Regions from separate parts of the Mus musculus genome. Here regions 1, 2 and 4 are each linked to region 3. The links are chromatin contacts, called in public Hi-C maps. All regions are on one chromosome and are shown on one strand. Each heading gives the region's core, a stretch centred on a gene start, on an enhancer-like site or on the middle of the called end of the contact. The rest is flanking DNA. Distances are from core to core; before and after follow the strand shown. Region 1 holds the start of Gpbp1 (GC-rich promoter binding protein 1). Region 2 overlaps Gm15290 (predicted gene 15290). Region 3 overlaps Gm15286 (a long non-coding RNA gene). Region 4 holds the start of Mier3 (MIER family member 3).

The links. A called contact is a pair of places that touch in the nucleus more often than the background predicts.
Region 1: a Hi-C map of liver shows a contact between it and region 3, with 2.1 times the contacts expected there. The contact joins the promoter of Gpbp1 here to the enhancer-like site in region 3. A contact is called at or near these places in 1 of 39 promoter capture datasets (cranial neural crest), 1 of 484 Hi-C or Micro-C datasets (liver), 2 of 115 datasets of contacts at active chromatin or transcription factors (embryonic stem cells and intestinal villus epithelium) and 3 of 9 other capture datasets (adipose tissue, liver and pancreatic islet).
Region 2: a Hi-C map of liver shows a contact between it and region 3, with 1.9 times the contacts expected there. The contact joins two enhancer-like sites. A contact is called at or near these places in 4 of 484 Hi-C or Micro-C datasets (CD4 T cells, Th1 cells, liver and 1 more), 1 of 115 datasets of contacts at active chromatin or transcription factors (embryonic stem cells) and 2 of 9 other capture datasets (adipose tissue and liver).
Region 4: a contact with region 3 is called in a Hi-C map of liver, with 2.2 times the contacts expected there. The contact joins the promoter of Mier3 here to the enhancer-like site in region 3. A contact is called at or near these places in 1 of 39 promoter capture datasets (embryonic stem cells), 6 of 484 Hi-C or Micro-C datasets (the G1E-ER4 cell line, LSK cells, embryonic stem cells and 2 more), 5 of 115 datasets of contacts at active chromatin or transcription factors (embryonic stem cells, large pre-B cells, pro-B cells and 1 more) and 3 of 9 other capture datasets (adipose tissue, liver and pancreatic islet).

Annotation. Positions count from the first base shown.
Region 1 is chr13:111,488,231-111,492,814 of GRCm38.p6, forward strand. It overlaps Gpbp1 (GC-rich promoter binding protein 1), which reads right to left and starts at 1,897. Exons shown (of 13, transcript NM_028487.5): 1 at 1,488-1,897; 2 at 1-140.
Region 2 is chr13:111,528,957-111,534,074 of GRCm38.p6, forward strand. The region is part of intron 1 of Gm15290 (predicted gene 15290); the gene reads right to left. Among named protein-coding and RNA genes, the nearest start is that of Gm15290, 18 kb to the right of the region's middle. Within about 2 kb of position 2,890, at least 15 of the 459 cell types and tissues checked have an H3K27ac peak or open chromatin away from gene starts, as enhancers often do. A contact at or near this core is called in liver, where this site is marked.
Region 3 is chr13:111,595,050-111,599,933 of GRCm38.p6, forward strand. All of the region lies in intron 2 of Gm15286 (a long non-coding RNA gene), which reads left to right. Among named protein-coding and RNA genes, the nearest start is that of Gm15286, 17 kb to the left of the region's middle. Within about 2 kb of position 3,207, at least 10 of the 459 cell types and tissues checked have an H3K27ac peak or open chromatin away from gene starts, as enhancers often do. A contact at or near this core is called in intestinal villus epithelium and liver, where this site is marked.
Region 4 is chr13:111,683,565-111,688,389 of GRCm38.p6, forward strand. It overlaps Mier3 (MIER family member 3), which reads left to right and starts at 2,614. Exons shown (of 13, transcript NM_172593.3): 1 at 2,614-2,790; 2 at 4,264-4,288. The coding sequence starts at 2,782.

The sequences.
Region 1 (4,584 bases), core at 647-3,146, 110 kb before region 3:
TCTTGTCAATTTTAATGAACTTCTGGAGCAAAATTGCCCAAAACAAAAACAAAACTGTAATTCCAAAATGGCCACTTGAAATATCCGGGGCCTTTTAAACAAAACCTAGATGATGATCTTCATACGCCAAATTCAACCACCTGTAAAAGTTGTATTAGGAAAAAACAAAAACAAAAAACTTAAGTCAGTTTTTATTTTCAAATCAAAATTAACCCCCATTTGGAAAAAAATTTAACCTCTGGGGAAAAAATTTTTCCCACACAGCCGTAAAAAGAGAGCTGGGGAAAAAGTCTTTTCCTAGCCCTCGATGAAGTCTACTGAATGAAGGGAGTTAGAAAACTGTGGGCGACGATATCACTGAAGAGTTCCGATTTGAACTGGGAACTGGGTGCAGGTAGTACCCTGGAGGTTGCAAGCGCCCAACTTAAAAACTTTGAGCAAATATTCAAACTACGAAAGTGGCCCACGGTCTCAGCAGTGCTCTTCCCCGATTCTCTCCCATGTGCCAAAGGAAAACAAATGGACAGGTGGTGCTGCCACGGAGCGTCGGGGAACCCGACTCCGAGAGTGAGAGGCGGAAAGGAGCGTGACGCTCCTTCCAAAACGCAATCTCGGAGGACGGAGCAGCTGGATTGTCCCCACTACGGCTTAGTAGGAAGGCCGGCGGGCAGGCCGGCGGGCGGGAGGGGAGCGTGGCAAGGCGAGCGTGGCAGGGCGAGTGGCTACGGTTCGCCCGGGGGCTGACTCCCAAGCCCGGGAGAGCAGCGCTCGGCTCCAGGTGCTCGGCCCCATTCCCTTGAAATTAAGCAAACAGGTTTCGGCCAAAACTCCAGGGGTGGGAGGTGCGGGACGCGACCCGTCCACCCCGTTAAGGACCGTGCTCTCCCCGGGAAAATAAACAGGTCCCGTCGGACTCGGGAGCCGACGCGACTTCGGAGCGCTCGCCTTGGGCGAGCAGCCACCACCACCACCGCAACTGCCACGGAGCCCGGCGCGGCGGGGAGGGCGAAGCGCCGCCGAGCACACGGCGGAAGTCCACGGCTCCGCACGCCGCGACTCCAGTCCCCGGTCCCCCGGTTCCCCGGTTCCCGGGGCCGCCTTGCTGGTGGTGGCCCAGGAAGGCGCGCGTGCCGGGGCCTGGGGTCTTAGCCCGACGCCGCGGGCGCCCCGGCCGTTCCCGGCCTTCGCCGCCGAGCACCACCCCCCCCCACCACGGCCGCCGAGGCCCGCCGCCCACCTCGCCCCACGGCCGCCGCCGCCGCCTCCGCTCCGCCGGGCTGAGTCAACGCCGGCCGGGGGGAGGGAGGGAGGGAGGGAGGACGGGCGGGCGCCCCGCGCCTCACGCCTCACGCCGCCCCCCGGCCGCCCGCACCCTCACGCCTCGCGCCACCAACGCCGCTCCCGACCCCTCAAGCCCCAACGCCGACACGGGCAACCCCTCCCCCGGTCCCCGAGACTCCCGTCCGGGGCCCAGGGGACTGTGTTACCTTCTGCCCCACCAGAGGTGCCCCTGGCCTGGGGGTGCCGCTGCGCTCGATCCCGGGAGGAGGTTTTCGGTACTTTGAATAATCCCCTTTTGCCGCTTTTCCCTCCCCCACAACCAGTCTCAGTCCCAAAATGGCGCCGACCCGATCCGCAATGTTCTGGGCCAAGTCTCGCGAGATCGTGGAAGGTGGCGAGGGAGGGGGGACGCAGCGGAGAGGTTGAGAAGTAAGAGGAGGGAGGCGGGGCGAGGGGAAAAGAGGAGGAAGAAAGGGTGCGGAAGCCGCGGTGCAAACGAACCCACTGGGCGGAGCCGGAGGAGGAGGGCCTCCACCACAGAACCTTCTGGCCCAAGTAGCAGCTCACGCCCCAGGTCAGGGAAGCTCCGCCCTCTACGTCGGCGCCTGGGGGAGAGGAAGGGGCGGGGCTAGACCGGGGGCGGGGCTTTGAGGAGGACCCGGAGGCTGGGCCTGGCGCGGGGGAAGGGCGGGGGCGGGGCGGGGGGCGGGGCGGGGAGGCGGAGTCTCGGCGCGGTGACGTCAGGAGCAGCTGGAGCCGGGGATTACCCCCTGCTGCTGACGTGAGGACGGTGAACAATCCGGAACGTTCGGTGGAAGGGGGAATTCCCGTCCGTTCCCTGAGGAGCGCCTCTGTGCAGCCGCGGGCCCTCCCCGAGCTCGGGAACGGTGGGGTGGAGAGGACGAGCGCAGGCGGTCCGGACGGGCAGGCGGGCTCGCAGGGCGTGCGGCGCTTCTGAGTCTGCCCGGCAGCGCCGCGCAACCCGGAACGGCCGGCGGCGGGCGCCGTTCGTTCGGCTCCGCCTGAAGCCCGCCGTGGCTCGCAGGCCGCTCGGCGCGGGCCCTGAGCGCTCCGTGGGCGGAGCCGGCCCTGCCTGAGTGATTGGGCGCCGCAGTCGCGCGCCACGCGGAGCGTGCGGGACGTTAACACGCGGAAGCCGGGTTAGGGAGGCGCGCGAGGCTCGGCTGCAGCCACCGTTCCCCCGGAGTGCGAAGGGCTGCCAGAGAGCATCGCGCTAGTAATTCCTATTTCTAATAACTCCAAAGGAGATGGATTATTTCATCAGCGTTGTCCTGGGTATCCGCATAGCACAAACGATTATTTAAAAAAAAAAAGTTACGGTATTCACTTTCTCTACATATAGCCAAAGGTTCACTCTGGAAAGGTTGGAGATTTAATTCTAAAAGGAAAAAAGTAGAAGAAATGAGGGAGAAGCGTCCTAAAGAGGGAAAATCACCGGAGCGTCATTTCCCAGAAACTTTTTATATGCATTATAGGGTTTGTAGTTTAGTGCGTTACCCCTATAAGTTCGCCGAATGTAAACTCGCCTTAATTTGTACCTCAATCTTTACCCATCTTGCCCCCTAGGTACAAAGGGAAAAAGGGCTTAAAACTAAAGGATGCTTTTTTCAATCGTGCCAATGTCTAAGATGTGTTTTCCTCACTTTTTACATAAGCTGGTTTCATATTTTAGAAATGATCCAGTTACTCCCTGGACCTTGACTACTCAACCTACCCGGTTTAAACTTCCGTTTGTTTTAGGTGGGTTTGAATATGGGTCGAGTGGGGACGGGAGAGGCAAGGATTCGTGTTGCTTTCTCTAAAGAGCTATGTAGAGAACCTTGAACGCCCGATCCTTTTGCCTCTGCTTTACAAACTCTGGGGTCACAACCATGCCCCACCCCGCCCAGCTCTGTTTTAAGTCTTAATCCAAACTCTTTCCACTACACGAGACCTGAATCCATAAAATTAACGTATATTGAAAAAGAACTTGGGTTGCTTTTGAATTTAGCTCGGATCTCAGCTATGTAACCCAAGCTGGCCTGGAGTTCTCCTTATCCCTTCAAAGACACACCACCTGGTTTCTATTTCTAAGAATTGATATCAAACTAGGCAGAACAGGAAGAGGAGGGAATGCATGGGGACATGAGAAGAAAAAGGGTACCTTTCACCAAGAGTCAGGCATTAAATAAGATGAACAGCACCTGCTTTAGAGAAAACTATTCCAAGAAAGTTAAAATATCCTGGAGTCGTGCCTTACATCTATAATCCCAGCATTCTCTGAGTTCAGATTAACCTCGAGGACATAGCAAAATTCCAGGATAGTCAGGGCTACAAATGAGACCCCGCCTCAGATTTAAAGAATGTTAAAATAGCAATGAACTGTGAATAGGTAAGAACATGTAACCTTCAATATGGTCTTACTCCTTTCCCAGATATTTTCTAGAAATTTGAAAGAAGAAACAGAAAACATCCTAACTTCTCTTACAACCCTAGTGATTTAGGGTTTGACTTTGGTGGGAGAGGGGTTCGAGGCAGGGTTTCTCCGTGTAACCTTGGCTGTCCTGGAACTCACCCTGTAGACCAAACTGGCATCCAACTCAAGAGATCTTCCTCTGCCTCCCCTAGTGCTGGGATTAAAGTTGAGCACCACCTGGCTGGTTTAACCTTTTCAACTGTTAACTGCCCAGTATACCTGGAGAACCACCCTGTGATCTTACTTAAGTTCTGTAACAAGCTTTCAAACTTAACTTCAAAGCACATCAAAATCTTAAATATTTTGATACTGTAAAGACAATGAAATGTGCCGGACTTGGAAAAGCCCACAGCCTTGCTCCTGGGTGTGGTGGTCTTTCACTGAGCCCCTCGTTTTACCCACTGGAGTGAGCAAATAATCTACGCTTTAAAAAGCAATCTCTAAGTCTACTCTAACTCCGCTTCACACCGGCTTCTCCTGGAATTCTTTCTGTAGTGAAGTCAAAGGTCCCACATTACCTGAAAACAGTTACTCAGGCTGTTGAGTTCTGCAGTGCAGGCTGCGTCTCAGTCAGCTTGTCCCTATACCACGAACAGAACCAAAGAACAATTCTAAAGGGCCAAGTTCGACAGTGTGCACACTGTGGAATCCAGGAGCTCAAGACCACAAGACCCTGTTTCAAAAAGCCAAAGGAGGATGGGAGAACACGGTTCTTCTAGACGTCAAAGTGGGGGTGTCTTTACTCTTTATACCTGCTAAGCAAGTGTTGTGTAACCACAGAAAAACCAAGGACCTGTTAGCCGTTCCACCAGCCTGCCCGTCGTTTT
Region 2 (5,118 bases), core at 1,640-4,139, 66 kb before region 3:
TGCGGGTGTATTCTTGTGTGTAGGTGGCCAAGCGGGCCAGAAGAGGCCATCAGAGCACCTGGAGATAGAGCTAGAGGTAGTCGTGAGTCATCCACTGTGGGCCCTGGAAATTGAATTCCAGTCTTCTATAAGAATAGAAAGTGTTTTTAATGCTTTTAACCTTAAACACTGAGATGGATGCATATAGTTATTTTGCAAAAAAAAATATATTGGCTAAATATTAGCTAACACAGAACATAGCACATCTTTGTGGTTTTATAAAATTTACGTTAAAACTTTAATTAAAAAGTTTTAAAATGTATATGTGTATTTTCCCTATATGAATGTATGTATGTGTGTGTATGTATGTGCGTGTATATGCGCACTGCCTGTATGCCTGGTGCCTTTAGAGTTTAGAAGAAGGCATTGGTGGCGGGGCGGGAATCCCCTGGAACTGGAGTTTAGAAGGTTGGAGCTACCACATCGGGGTCCTACGTAAGAGCAGCAAGTACCACTCAGCCATTTCTCCAGCCCTTCCCTGTTTGCTGATATTTTGATTTTGTAATTTTCAATGCTGAGAGTGCCGCCTTACATAAATAAGCACAAAATACAGAAGTACATTTAGAGTCATTTTGAAATAGTTGGAATTTTTGTCCTAGTTCCAATCCAAAGTCTGTTTAATAATTATTTATTTCATTTCATGATTATTTATTCATTCATTTATTTGTTTAGTGTTTATACATATGTTCGTGTAGGGGTATGTGTGTGTGGGGGGGGTGCTTGTTTGTTTGTTTAGTGTTTATATACATGTTCCTCTGTGTGTGTGTGTGTGTGTGTGTGTGTGTGTGTGTGTGTGTGTGTGTTTGTGCTTCAGTGCAGGTGTGGGTGCACATGCACACATGTGAGCACAGGTGTAGAGGCCTGATGTTGAAGTTATATATCTGCATCAACCACTCTCTCTTCCTTTCCTTTCCTTTCCTTTCCTTTCCTTTCCTTTCCTTTCCTTTCCTTTCCTTTCCTTTCCTTTCCTTTCCTTTCCCTTCCCTTCCCTTCCCTTTCCCTTCCCTTCCCTTCCCTTCCCTTCCCTTCCCTTCCCTTCCCTTCCCTTCCCTCCCCTCCCCTCCCCTCCCCTCCCCTCCCCTCCCCTCCCTCCCTTCCTTCCCTCATTTCATCCCCTACTTTATCTCCTTGAGATGGATTTCTCTCTGAGCCTGAGCTCACTGGTTTGCCTAGCCAGGCTGAGCAGTAAGCCCTAGGGGCCCGCCCCCACCCTCACTGCACTGAAATTGCAGACATGAACTGCTGTGCCCAGCTTCTGTACGTGGCTCCTTAGGAATCAAAAACCAGACCTTTGTGCTCACCCAGAAAGCAGTTTACTGACAGCCATCTCTGCACACACCCCTGCCCCCCAGCCTGGCTAGCTAGTGCCTTGCACTTTAATTATGTAAAGTAATAGGTTTCTTTGTGGCCGTTTTCACGTGTAATTTATTTTTGTTGGTCCTTTCCTCCCTGTACATGTCTACTCCTGCCATTTTTTTTTTCATTTCAAGTCAGATAGTGTTCTATCTATCATCTTTTCCTCGATATATCTTTCTCTGGAATATCTCCCGATTTCCAGTTTCACAATTTGATTTCATGACCGATACCCGCACCAACACCCACATATACGTATAAATGAAAATTAAAGTCTCTGAGGGAGATCAGATGTGTCCTTCTGAATCAGGTGACCTCACAGTATAATCATGTCCACACCCTTTTTTTTTCTGAAATGTTCATAATTTTATTTTTCTTTAAGGCTGAATGAAATTCTGTTGTGCCTAGGCATCGTGTTTTCATTATCCTCTCGTCTCTTCTGGGCATTTAGATTAATTACATTTCCTTATTATTGTAAATAGAGAGGCATGAACATGAACATCCAACAAGGGCATCTCCATGGTAGATATACAGTCCTTTGAGCATATGCCCAGGAGTGGTATAACTAGTTTCCTTCCTTCCTTCCTTCCTTCCTTCCTTCCTTCCTTCCTTCCTTCCTCCTTCCTCCTTCCTTCCTTATTTCTTTTCTTTTTTCAAAACAAGGCTGTATATCCCTGGCTGTCCTAGAACTCGCTCTGTAGACCAGGCTGTCCGATTCCTGGAGCTTGGCTTACAGGGGGTTGACATGGATACTAGGAATTGAACCCCACTCCTCTGTAAGAGCAGCAAATGCTCTTAGCTGCCGAGCCATCTCTCCAACCCCTATACAAGTTGTTTGAGATATTTATTAATGATTAAAGTCAGAGATAACCCTGTCTCTGCTTCCCGAGTGCTGGGATCCAAGGCGTGTGCCACCGCTGCCTAGCTTGCAATCCCCTATCTGCTCCCCACCTCCCCCTGCTCCCCAACCCACCCACTCCCACTTCCTGGCCCTGGCATTCCCCTACACTGGGGCGTAGAACCTTCACAGGACCAAGGGCCTCTCCTCCCATTGATGACTGACTAGGCCATCCTCTGCTACATATACAGCAGCTAGAGCCATGAGTCCCACCATGTCTACTCTTTGGTTGGTTGGTGGTTTAGTCCCTGGGAGCTCTGGGGGTACTGGTTAGTTCATATTGTTGTTCCTCCTATGGGGCTGCAAACCCCTTCAGCTCCTTGGGTACTTTTTCTAGTTCCTTCATTGGGGACCCTGTCCTCTGTCCAATGGATGGCTGGGAGCATCCAATTGAGATATTTATTAATGATTAAGGAAGGAGTGCAGTATATATGGGACATATTTTTCTTAATCTTTCTTTTTTTCTCTTTTGTGGTTTTGAGACAGTATTATATGTAATAGCAGTAAAGGTTTACTGAGGAAGAGCTCCTCTGATCAAGAGAATACAGTCCCTGACCTGGCTGATGCTAGGTCCAAAGAGGTCTCCCAAATGGCAGTGCTGGTGACAATGTCTAAAACAGGACTTTGGCTTGGTAAACAGAAGGATTGTTGTTGTGTAAAGGCCTAAGGTGGGTTTCTGTTTGCCAGGAGCCTTCCTTAATCCAAACTCAAAGGTCATCCACATTGAGCAAGGGAACCTTGTCTCCAGGTCAGTTCACAAAGCTTGAGTCAGCTCAAAGGCCTTCGTCCTGTTGACTGTCATAGAGCCCACCCCTTGCTTTTCTGCCATTTTGATCTTCTCTCTGCCTACCTCTGTAGCTTTGGCAGTTTGACCCTCAATAAAATAAACCCTTTATTGTATTCATGGAGTGGTCCAGTTTGTGGTTTCTCTGTGCCCTTGCTTATAGCTGGGTATATCGTCTAGTTAGACAGGTCAATACCCTGGCTAAGGAACCCCCATTCTCCCCACCTGCCCCGCCCACCTTCAAATTCCTGCTCGCCTGCTCGCCTGCTCGCCTTAAGCCACCTTAACCAGAAAGGAGCAACAATTAGCCCCGTGATGGGATCACCTGCTTTTCTGTCCCGTGATCCTCACGTGCCGCCAGCAAAGCTCTATTAGTCCTACCCGCCTTTCTAGTTCCTGACTTAGAAGGGACAATTTCTGCTCCTTTCTCTCGTCTTTCCAATGCTGGCCACACCCCAGTGTGCTTTTTCTGGGCCTTTCCACTCCCTCTCTATTGCTCCCCTACGCTGTGTGGTTGCTTGTGGGCCTGGTGGCTGACCTCCACGCCAGCTTAACTAGGACAGTGTGGCCTTTTCTCCTTGTCCTTCGCATCTCCCTCCTCCGGACAGCTGCTAGGATGGAAAGCTTGCCTGTCCCGGCATTTCTCTAATAAGATTGTCCTTGAGGTTTCTTCTGTGTCTGTTATTGTTTTATTGATAATACTAAGGACAGGCATGTAGATGCATGCCTTATTCTCACCACTGGGTGGCAGAGGCAGGGGGATCTCTGGTTTTGAGGCCATAGTGGTTTGTTTACATAGCAAGTTCCAGGACAGCCAAGGCTAAATAGAGGGACCCTGTCTCAAAACAAAGCAAAACAAACAAACAAACAAACAAACAAACCCTTCTTCTCTTTACCCCCATCTTCCCAACATGCCACGTTTTTCTTATTTTCTTTCTTTCTTTCTTTCTTTCTTTTTTTTGGGGGGTGAGGTGGGTGGGTGGGTGTCTTGGTGGCGAAGATTGAAGTGAAGGCCTTGAGATCCTGGGCTCGCTGTCTTCATCTCCCTAGTGCCAAACTCAGCTCATTTAATTTCTTCACATTTTTAGAAAAGGCAATTTAACAGACATCGAGGAACAATGTTATCTGTTCTCTGGTTGCCGCTGCTGCTGCTGCTCAGTGGGCTTTGTTTCTGTTTTTATGATAAGGTTTCTTCTTCCCAGGCTGCTCTTCATTTGACTTTGTATCCTAGCCTGGCCTCAAATCCTTAGCCTCCTACTTCAGCCGAGGCTGTCCTGGGTTTACCGATGTGTACTCCACTATCTGCTTTCATTGAATCCACTTTGAGTTTTGTTATCTGAAAGGCCTTAGCATTGCTTCCTCCCTCAAGCCTTCCTGATGGATAAAAATAGCTACATTATGAGATTAAAAAAAAAAAACAAAAACCCGAAACAGAACAAAACAAAACCCCTTGTAATCCCAGCCCACACCCCACACCAGCCCCCCAAGAGTCTGAGATTGAAGGATTGAAAGACCCACAACGTGAGGACTCCCCCACCTTCTGACTCAGGAGAGGTGACACACCAAAATCACCCACAAGAAACGGTCTTGCTGCAAACTGCAAGAGGATTTTTATTCAAGAGTGCTCTAGGGCCCACGGTCATACACCACGCAGGGGTAGAGGACCGTGGCGCCCCGAGTAGCTGGATAAGGGGGTATTTAAAGGAAGAAAGCACAACTCAAGGAGGTGGGAAGGGCGTTGTTGGAAAATACCAAAAATACCAGTTAAGAGTCACAAGGAAGTACAAAGTCACAGGTGTCACAAGGAATACCTGGTAATTGTGAGGGTTATTTCTCAAGACAGTTTCTAAGAGCCCCTAACAATAGCACATTTGCATAGCGGGTTCCAGCAATGGTCAGGGTGGGTCAGGGTGACTTTCTTTGAATGAATACTCCTTGAACCCAGGAAGTGGGTGGGTGGGGGGATGTCACTATCTGTTTTATGATTAGCATACCTTGGAGCATTGAGCCACAAAGATCACATTCCCAAGCCTGGGCCCAAAGG
Region 3 (4,884 bases), core at 1,957-4,456:
ATAGCCCTGCAGCATCCTTGAAGGAGCTGGTGGGCCAGATGGGTAATCCCAGCATCAGTGAAGGAGACTCAAATGTTGTTGAATTATATAGATAACATACATGTCAGCCAGAAGTCACAGTAGTGAGCTCTCATGAGATGCCAGGGCTTGTCTACTTAGTTGAGAGGAAAAGTCTGGCCATTCTTTGGTCATGAAAACTGTTAAGGCTTTGGGGCCACTCATAAGCAATATAGTGCCTTCAAAAAGAAGATGCTGAAGTGTTAGCTGGTGTTAAGGTCAGAGTCTGCCCTGGTACCACAAGCTGCCATCAGCCACACCCATCCTCAAAAGGCCAATTAAAGAGACAAGAAACAGGAAAACAGAAAAAGAAGTTTGGGGCTGGTGAGATGGCTCAGAGGGTAAGAGCACCTGACTGCTCTTCCAAAGGTCCAGAGTTCAAATCCCAGCAACCACATGGTGGCTCACAACCATCCCTTACGAGATCTGACTCCCTCTTCTGGAGTGTCTGAAGACAGCTACAGTGTACTTACATATAATCAATAAATAAATCTTTAAAAAAAAAAAAAAGAAAAAGAAGTTTGTTTCATTGTAGCCACATCAGCAGAAGAACAGATGGAGGAGTCCAGCCAACCCCAAGAAGTTCAGGGAACCCCGTCTCATCTTCTTGAGTTTCAGTTTCAATAGAAGATGAGAGTTACACATCACTAAACAATTCTAGACAAGCTGTGGGCCCACCATGGTGGACCCCACATTGTCTCAGCTTCCAGTCTCTCTGATAAGTTATCAGAACTGTGGAAATCTTTTCCTGAGAACAGTTCCGCTTGGGACCAGCGCCAGGCTCCAGCCTTTACCTTCTCCTAGTATGAGATTCCTAGGGAAATCCCAGTTTCTTAGGCTTCAATTGTCTGGTAGCCAAAGGAAGAGACACAAGTGTCTTTCTTCAGGCCAATTATAGAATGTTCTGCTCCATGGGCATGCAAATCGAAGGCTTCCATTCCCTGATGTCTCAACACTGCAAGTGTTCCTTTCTGGCTGCTTATTTATTTAACTAATAACTAATTTCTGAGATAGTCTTTTTTTTTTTTTTTTTAATAGTTTTTGGGTTTTTGAGACAGGGTTTCTCTGTGTAGCCCTGGCTGTCCTGGAACTCACTTTGTTGACCAGGCTGGCCTCAAACTCAGAGAAACACCTGCCTGTGCTTCCCAAGTGTGCCACAATGCTTGGCCATGGTTGGCCACTGTTCTTTGGTGGTTTCTTTCTGCAGTTTCCTGTCTGCACTGCAGGGAATGGTGCATATGAAGCCAGCATTCCATAGTCCTGCCTGTCTACACCTGTGGTGCCACCAGCATCCTTTCCCGAGTTGGGAGGGGTCACCAGAGTAGGGCGTTGGCAATGGAAGCTTCCACGAGGAAGAAGGAACAATCCAGCAAGACATTTACCAAAAGACTATGGAACTTTGAGGAATAAAAATGGAAGGCAGAGACAGTGTGTGTGTGTGTTTGTGCATGAGTACAATCATGTATGTTTATGTGTGCATGTTTGTATGCAGGTACTTATGCACGTGTATGTTGGTGTGTATGTGTATGAGTACAATCATGTATGTTTATGTGTGTGCGTTTGTGTGCAGGTACTTGTACACATGTATGTTGTGCGTGTGTGTGTATACGTGTGAGTACAATCATGTATGTTTATGTGTGTGCGTTTGTGTGCAGGTACTTGTACACATGTATGTTGTGTGTGTGTATGTGTGAGTACAATCATGTATGTTTATATGTGTGCATTTGTGTGCAGGTACTTGTACACATGTATGTTGTGTGTGTGTGTGAGTACAATCATGTATGTTTATGTGTGTGTGTTTGTGTGCAGGTACTTGTACACATGTATGTTGTGTGTGTGTATGTGTGAGTACAATCATGTATGTTTATTTGTGTGCATTTGTGTGCAGGTACTTGTACACATGTATGTTGTGTGTGTGTATGTGTGAGTACAATCATGTATGTTTATGTGTGTGCGTTTGTGTGCAGGTACTTGTACACATGTATGTTGTGTGTGTGTATGTGTGAGTACAATCATGTATGTTTATGTGTGTGTGTTTGTGTGCAGGTACTTGTACACATGTATGTTGTGTGTGTATGTGTGAGTACAATCATGTATGTTTATATGTGTGCGTTTGTGTGCAGGTACTTGTACACATGTATGTTGTGTGTGTGTATGTGTGAGTACAATCATATATGTTTATGTGTGTGCGTTTGTGTGCAGGTACTTGTACACATGTATGTTGTGTGTGTGTATGTGTGAGTACAATCATGTATGTTTATGTGTGTGCGTTTGTGTGCAGGTACTTATACACATGTATGGTGTGTGTGTGTGTGTAGAGCAGAGCTGATGCTGAGTATCTTCCTTTCATTCTCTACCATCTTTTTGTGAGTCAGGTTCTTTCTTCCACTGAACGAGAACGTCCCTCTTCAGCCCGACTGACTGGTCAGCAAATCCTAGGAATCCCCTTGTTTCTGCTTCTCCAGTCCTGGCATTATAGGCACAACCCACTAGGCTTCCTTTCTAATATGGATGCTAGGAATCTGAACTCAGCTCCTCATGTTTGAGCAACAAACATGTTCCAACTGAACCATCTCCCCAGCACCCACTTTTATTTTTGGGACAGTATCTCATGTAGTCCAGGCTAGCCTATAACTCACTTTATAGCCAAGAATGACTTTGAATTTCTCATCTTTCTGTACCCACCTCTCAGGAGCTGGGCTTATAAGCAGATATCACAACTCACAGTCTATATGATACTCGGGGTTAAAACTGGGGCTTTGTACACGGTAGGTAAACGCCATCCCAACCAATCTACAGTTACATGATTTCTCAGTAATCTTCAAGCAGTGGGAGAGCAGGGACAGAAAATAAATGGAGGGATGGAGCTGGGGTGAGATGGGAGCCAGAGGGGCCAAGACTCAAGTCAGTGGCAAGACAGTCCGGGTTACAGCAGTAGGATCAGGAGCTATAGGCCATCGCAGGCTACATAAGAGCCTGCCAGAGCAAAAGCACAGGCAAACCTGTGGTGGCACTGAGACGGGTTCACAATAGAGACAGAAACGGGGTAGTTAGAGGAGACCTCGGGCAGTTGCCCAGTGGGTGGTGAACTCTGGTGGCTCAAAGGCCAAGTGGAGGACTCATGTTTGGGAGTTGTGGAAGGCTGTTGTCAGGGAGCAACTTTCTGGAATTCAGTATCAGAGGTGGAGTCTGGACGGAACAAAGGTCCCAGGTGTGCCGCGGGGAGGACAAAGTTGATCTGGAGTAAAGGTCACTGCCTATCAAGCCAACCCAGACCAAGGATGCTGGAGACTTAACCTATGCAGGCTCAAAGCACTTGGGCCACTGACAAATATCACAGAGAAAGAACCAGGGCGGATTGCCCTGGGTTCAAGGCCAGCCTGAGCCACTGAGTGAGACCCAAATACCAACAATTAAACAATAACAACATCAAAACAAGTATAGCAAAAGCTGGCCATGGTGGTGCATAACTGAATCACACATTGGAAGGCAGGGCAGAGGCAAGAGGGCTGTGCCAACTGGGGCTTCAGAGTGAGGAAGAGAGAAGGAGGAGGGAGGGAGGAAAGGAGGAAGGGGGAGGGAGGGAAAGAAGGGAGGGGAGGGAAGGAAGAAAGGAAGGAGGGACTGAGAGAGGGAAGGAAGGAGGAGAAAGAGGGAGGAAAGGATGGAGAAAAGAGAAGGGGAAGGAGGGAGGGAAGGCAAGGAGGGAGGGACCCTCCTACTGGGATCTATAAAATATTTTTTATTATTATTTAATCTTTGTTTATAGTCCAATTGTTATCCCTCCTCCTGATCTACCCTCTGACTGTTCCTTATTCCATTTCTTCCCCCAGACCTCCCTACTCCCTCGGCCCCAAGTCTCTTGAGGATTGATTATTTCTTCTCTCACTGAAGCCACTCAGACCCAGCAGCCTCTGCTGTATGTGTGTCTGCAGCCTTATATCAGCTGGTGTATGCTGCCTTGTTGGTGGCTCAGTGTCTGAGAGATCTCAGGGGTCCAGGTTAGTTGAGACTGCTGGTCTTCCCATGCGGGCACCCTCCTACTTAGATTCTTCCAGCTTTTCCCCAATTCAACCACAGGGGTCCCCTGTTTCTGTCCATTGTATGGATGTAAGTATCTGCATTTGACTCTTTCAGCTGCTTGTTGGGCCTCTCGGAGGGCAGCCATGCGAGGCTCCTGTCTAGATAGCATCAGTAATAGTGTCAGGCCTTGGAGCCTCCCCTCGAGATGGATCCCAATTTGGGCCGGTCACTGAACCTCCTTTCCCTCATCTTTTCTCCATTTTTTTTTGTCCCTGTAGGTCTTCAAAATCTTAAATTCACCAGGTCCTACAGTTGCCCTACCAGTGGTTTCTGCCAGCTGACTTAGGGAGCAAGAGTACCTCACATTACCCCTACTCCTCCTTAGTTTGCAGTCCCTTTTTTTGAAGCTAACTCAAAAAGATCTCCAAAATCTAACATTTTGATTTGAATGTTGAGGACAAGGACTAAGGGACAACTAGGAGTGATCACCCCAGCTCCCCTGAAATAGCACTTCTAGGGGCAGGAAGGCTGTCCACCTTGGGCCTCTCAAAAACACAGTCTCATTTTTAAACCAGGGCAGGTTTAAAGTCCAGGAAGCGTGATTTGGAAAATGACACAATAATCTGGATTTGATTCTTCGGCAATTTAACCACAGTAGTCAATAATCTCAGATTAATCAGTGTGTGCTGGCTTGAGGGGTTGTCTACTGGCCTCTGGGTAGCAGTTATTCCTTTCCCCAGTGAAAGGAGAATAGCTGATTCAAGTTCGCCAAAGGGTCTTTCTGCTTCTTTTTGTGTGAGATGA
Region 4 (4,825 bases), core at 1,364-3,863, 88 kb after region 3:
ACACCCGTGTAGGACCGTCTATATAATGGCACCTGTTGTTCAGTGACAAAGTACTGTAAAGCAGCAATGACACAAACACTTATTTCAAGTCAGGGGAAGGAAAGGACATTTTATCCCAACCAACACTTGGAAGTCTTGTTAAAAAGAATGAAAGATCCATCTATGTAGCTTTATTGAATAGGGGTGGTGAAGGTGGGGTAGCAAACGTCTTTCTCTAGTGATGAACAGTGGGAAAGCTGTTTGCTTTATCTGCTAATTTGAGCTGCTGGCTCGTGTCCTGGCTTGTGTGTGCTTTGTCTCAGCTGGTCTACCTGAGAACCCCCCTCCCCCAAATGAACCCCTAGTCCCCAGTGTGACTCCATTTCTACTCCAACAAGATGAAAGGAAAGATCGTGAACCAGAAAAAAACTGTAGGTCCAATTGTGCATTGGTGGGAAAGGAGCCACTGACAGATGATTTAAAAAAAAAAAAATGCAGTTCTCCTTAAAGAAGTTAGGGGTGAACAGTTTCTCTGGTATTGAAGAGGTGAACGTGTTTATAAAGAGGGCTCCATTTTAACAACCCTAAAGTTCAGGCATCCCTGGCAGCAAAGGCCTCCACCGTTCTAGGCCATGCTGAGACAAAGCAGCTGCAGCCTACACCAGCTTGGTGCAGGCTGTGATAAAGGAGACCGGCTGGAGCTCTGCCCAAACTGTGGATGGAAAAGCACCTCTTGCTACTGGAGAGTATGATAATGACTTTCCAGACTCGTGGAGAGTTTGATGAGGTTTCTAAGAACCAGGCAAACAGACACTTGCAGAAGTTGCAGCTGCTGCTATTTCTATCATGACTGCTTTCTGAAATTTTGTTATTTTGCTCATGGATTTGATAAAATTGAGACCTCTAATATTTAAGCCCAGGCTCCCTGGTTACCTTTTCAAGTTTTGCTTATATACAATACAATTCGTCAAAGCTGTCAAAATGTCAAGAGAACCTGAAGAAACCTTACTACTCTGTTCATGGAGAACTGCAAGGCCATATATTTCTCAGAATTGGCCAGGAGAATCTAAGGCCACACTTGTGAGGATGTGATAAATTTGTAGGATGAAACTTTTTTTTTTTTATGATGTAAATAAGGGGCAGGCTGTTGGCTACCTGGCTGGAGCCGAGCTGCTGAGCAGTGCTTTCTGGCTTTATCAGAGGGTGTGGGTGCGCACTGCCCCTCACTAACCCTGGTCACTCTGCTCCATTTCAAGCCACAGGGTTTTTTGTTTTGTTTTGTTTTTTAACTTTTACAACTTTGAACGCCTCGTTGAAGATGGTAGGGACAACATGTGCCAAGCCTGTTTTTGAGTTATTTGATTGGACAAAAGTTTGTGATATCATTCACAGTAGGGGAAGTGTAATTTTCCATGTCTTTTGGATGTTTTGAAGTTGAGTGACTTTTTTCTTCTGTAAAATTTCCACGAATAAATAACTTTTACCCGTGTTTTTAGGTTGATTTTTTTTTTTTTTTTGCCTTGGTAATCCTCTTTAAAAGTAACCGTTGCTTCTTCCCATAACCCATCTCCATCCTCATCCAGTGAGGGAATTGGAGACCCTAGGCTCAAACCTGAACAGTGTAATTAAGGTTTAAAGTTATGAAAAGTTTTAGCATCTTAAAAATGCTTAAATTTATGAAGCTACAGTGCAAACCTCATTTTGCCATTAATATTTATTACAAGCTCCTGGCAGGCATCTGGGAGGAGAGCTCTGGTCTTCACGGACACTCTAAGCCCCTGTAAGGTCTTAGCACACCTTCCTGTTTGTATATTATCTTCTCATGGATCTGTTTTCATACACAGGATTATTTCTTGAAGCCTATGCAGAAACAGATACATCTGCTAAGTCTCTCTCTCTCTTCCATGTATCCACTTATCCAGGAGACCACATTTATTGTATGTATAATCTCAAACAATGTTGTTTTTATTTACCCCCGAGGTAGGTGTGAGAGGCAGTTTTTGCAATTTGGTTCAGGGTCTTTGACACTCTGCTTTTTAAAAGGTTTATCAAGTGTATATCTTCGGGTCATCTTCTAGACTATTTGTGATTAATAACTCCTAGAACTGGTCTTTAAAAAAAAAAAAGTGTACAGGCTATGAATGTCGCGCAAGCACGCTCATCATGTCTGGCTCCGTCTGTCAGTCTTTCTGCCTTCTGAATTGCCATCATCTTCCAGAGCCTGTCTGGCAAATGTCTACTTCCACAGTTCACTCCAAGCCACTGAACGCCGATGCGCATTCCATTCCTGCAGGTGCCTAGCCGTCCTGCTTCCTGTCCGGGTCTCTCTCCTCTTTTGCCCATCAGCGGCTCGCTCACTTGCCATCGCGTACTCTTCTCACTTCGGGAAAGTCCGTCGAGTCCTCCTCCGAGTCTCCCGCCACCCTCCTTCCTCCCCCGCCCCGGGCTCGCCCTCCCTCCCTCCCTCCCTCCCTCCGGCCCCCCCACCGCACCCACCGGCCGGTCCCCGCGCTCGCCCGCAGTTCAGCTGGAACTTTACTCCAGCCGGGGCAGAGCGCCGTGGGCGCGCGGGGCGGGCGCGTGCAGGAGCGGCGGCCGCGGGAGCGCCGGACGGCGTGGGTGTGCGAGCGGGCCGGGGGCGTCGCGGGCCGGCCTGCCCTATAAGGGGCCGAGCCGCCTCTGCCTCCGGGCGGGTGCCTGGCGGGCCGCGGCGGCGGCAGCGGCGGCGGCGGCTGCGATTGGCTCAGGCGCCCCATCCGGGGACTGGGCTCGGCGCTGCTCGTTCGCCCTAAAGGTACCAATATGGCGGAGGTGAGCGGAGAAACCGGGCAGCGGCGGCCGTGCTGGAGCGGGAGCCGGGCGGCCCTCCGAAGCCCCGCAGCCGGCCCGAGAGCCACGGCTCCTCCCGCGGGTCCTCGGAAGGCGGCGCGGCGGCGACGGGGGATGGGGGGCGCGGGGCGGCGGCGAGGCGCGGCGAGGCTGCCGGAGGGGCGGGAGCGGGCGCGGGAGCGGTCTCCCTTCGGGACTAGGCCGCGGCGGCTCCGACCCCGGCCGGGCCGGGCGGCGGGGCCGGGCGGCGGAGGGCGGCGGCGGCGAGCCTCGGGCCGGGGTAGCCTCCGGGCCGTGGCCGGGGCGGCTGACGCGGGCCGCCGTTCGCTCGGCGCCTCCTCCCGGGATCGGGGTGGGTGGAGAGCGGCCGATCCTCGGTCGGCGGCTGGAATGCAGCGCGGAGAGCGGGCTGCGCCACTGCCCCGCCGGAGTGAGCCGACCCGGCCCTCGGCAATCCGGCCGCCCGCCGCCTCTCCTGACCGGGGGCTCCGAGGCCAGCGGGAGCGGAGCGGGACTCTCTACCCCGAAGCCTGCGAGGTGCGGCGTCCCCGGGCGCAGAGACCGACCCACACCTCGACGCCCTCGCCCGCCGAGCGGCCCGAGAGTCTCTTTACCCCGGGCCGGACTTGGGGGGGGGGGCACCGGGCGACCCGGGCTGCCGGGCACCGGGCTCCCCTGGGACGGGCAAGCTGGGGGAGGGGGCGGCGTGATGGGAGCACCGGGGCTGGGCAGGAGCGAGCTGTGTGTGCTAGGGCCGAGCTGGCGGGCCGGGGACCGACCGCTCCCCCGGGGGAGGACCCGGCTGGTCCCAGACTCAGTGGTCGCGGCTCCTCCGACCTCAGCGGCTGGTGGGTGGGGGTGGGGAGGTGGGGGCGGGAGGGTGCTCCCGCGTTGGGTTGGGGACCAGTGTCAGGGTCGAGCTGGCCTACGCTTGGGGCAGTCGACAAACCCTGGAGTTGGGGCGCCCGCGCACTCCAAGGGCAGGCTGTGTGTGTGTGTCTCAGAGGGTGAGACCCTCCTAGGGGACGGGGTTGCGTTTCGAGGAGTTGCTCTAGGGCCAGCGGAGAGCTGGGTGAGCTGCTGTAGTCGGGGGACTCGTGAGATGCCCGGGATGAAGGATTGATGCTGCGAGCCGGGTAAGCTCTGGCTTCGGCTTCCCGGCTTTGTAACTTGCCGAGCTCTAAACGGTGTCTCGGAGTTGCCCGTTTCAACTCCAGCCCTCGTCCGGAGTCTGCGAGTTTGTACACTGGGGACTTGGGGAGGAAGGCGAGGCAGCCAAGAGGGGGCCCGAAAGGGGCCGGGAGCGATTGGAGCGAAGCTACGTCTTGCACTTTTTGGCAGCTGCCTGGGAGCGCTCGGCTCCGCCCCCTCTGCGCCCTGTTGCCTGCGCTGCCTCCTTTTCCTTGCTACAGGATTCAACCTCACAGTTTTCTTTTCTCTCTCTCACTCTCCCAGGCTTCCTTTGGAAGTTCGAGCCCAGGTTTGTTCAATTTTCTTACCTCTTCCGGGGGTCGGGGGTCGGGGGGGTTGTCCCAGAGGGAGATAGGATTGGCTGGTAAAAGGATTCTCTGTACAACCACAGAAATGTACCCTGCTATATTTTTTCATCATTTGGATCTTAAAGAATTCCAATGTAGTTTTACGTTGTTAGAGAGGAGGGAATAGTTGTGCTCAGTGCACGGTGGAAAAAGTACCCCAGAAACCTTATTACAAAGTCTTTTATTCTCACATAACTTTTTTTATTGTTTGACTCTAAGCTGGAAATAATGAATCCCAAATCAACCTTCTACAAATTAACAGCTTGTTTTATTTTTATTTATTAAAAATAAATTGTCCTTTTAACTTGTCAGAACTTGGGGCAACTTGGATTATTAGCTTTTAACTCCATTTTTCTTTACTATGGCTCTCAAGTGTCTGTTATATTTAAACTGAAAATTGGGTTAGGTAAAGCTACCTTAATAATAAAGGAAAAAAGCAATGTGTGTCTTCCTGGTTTTGCACAGAGACGTATTAATAT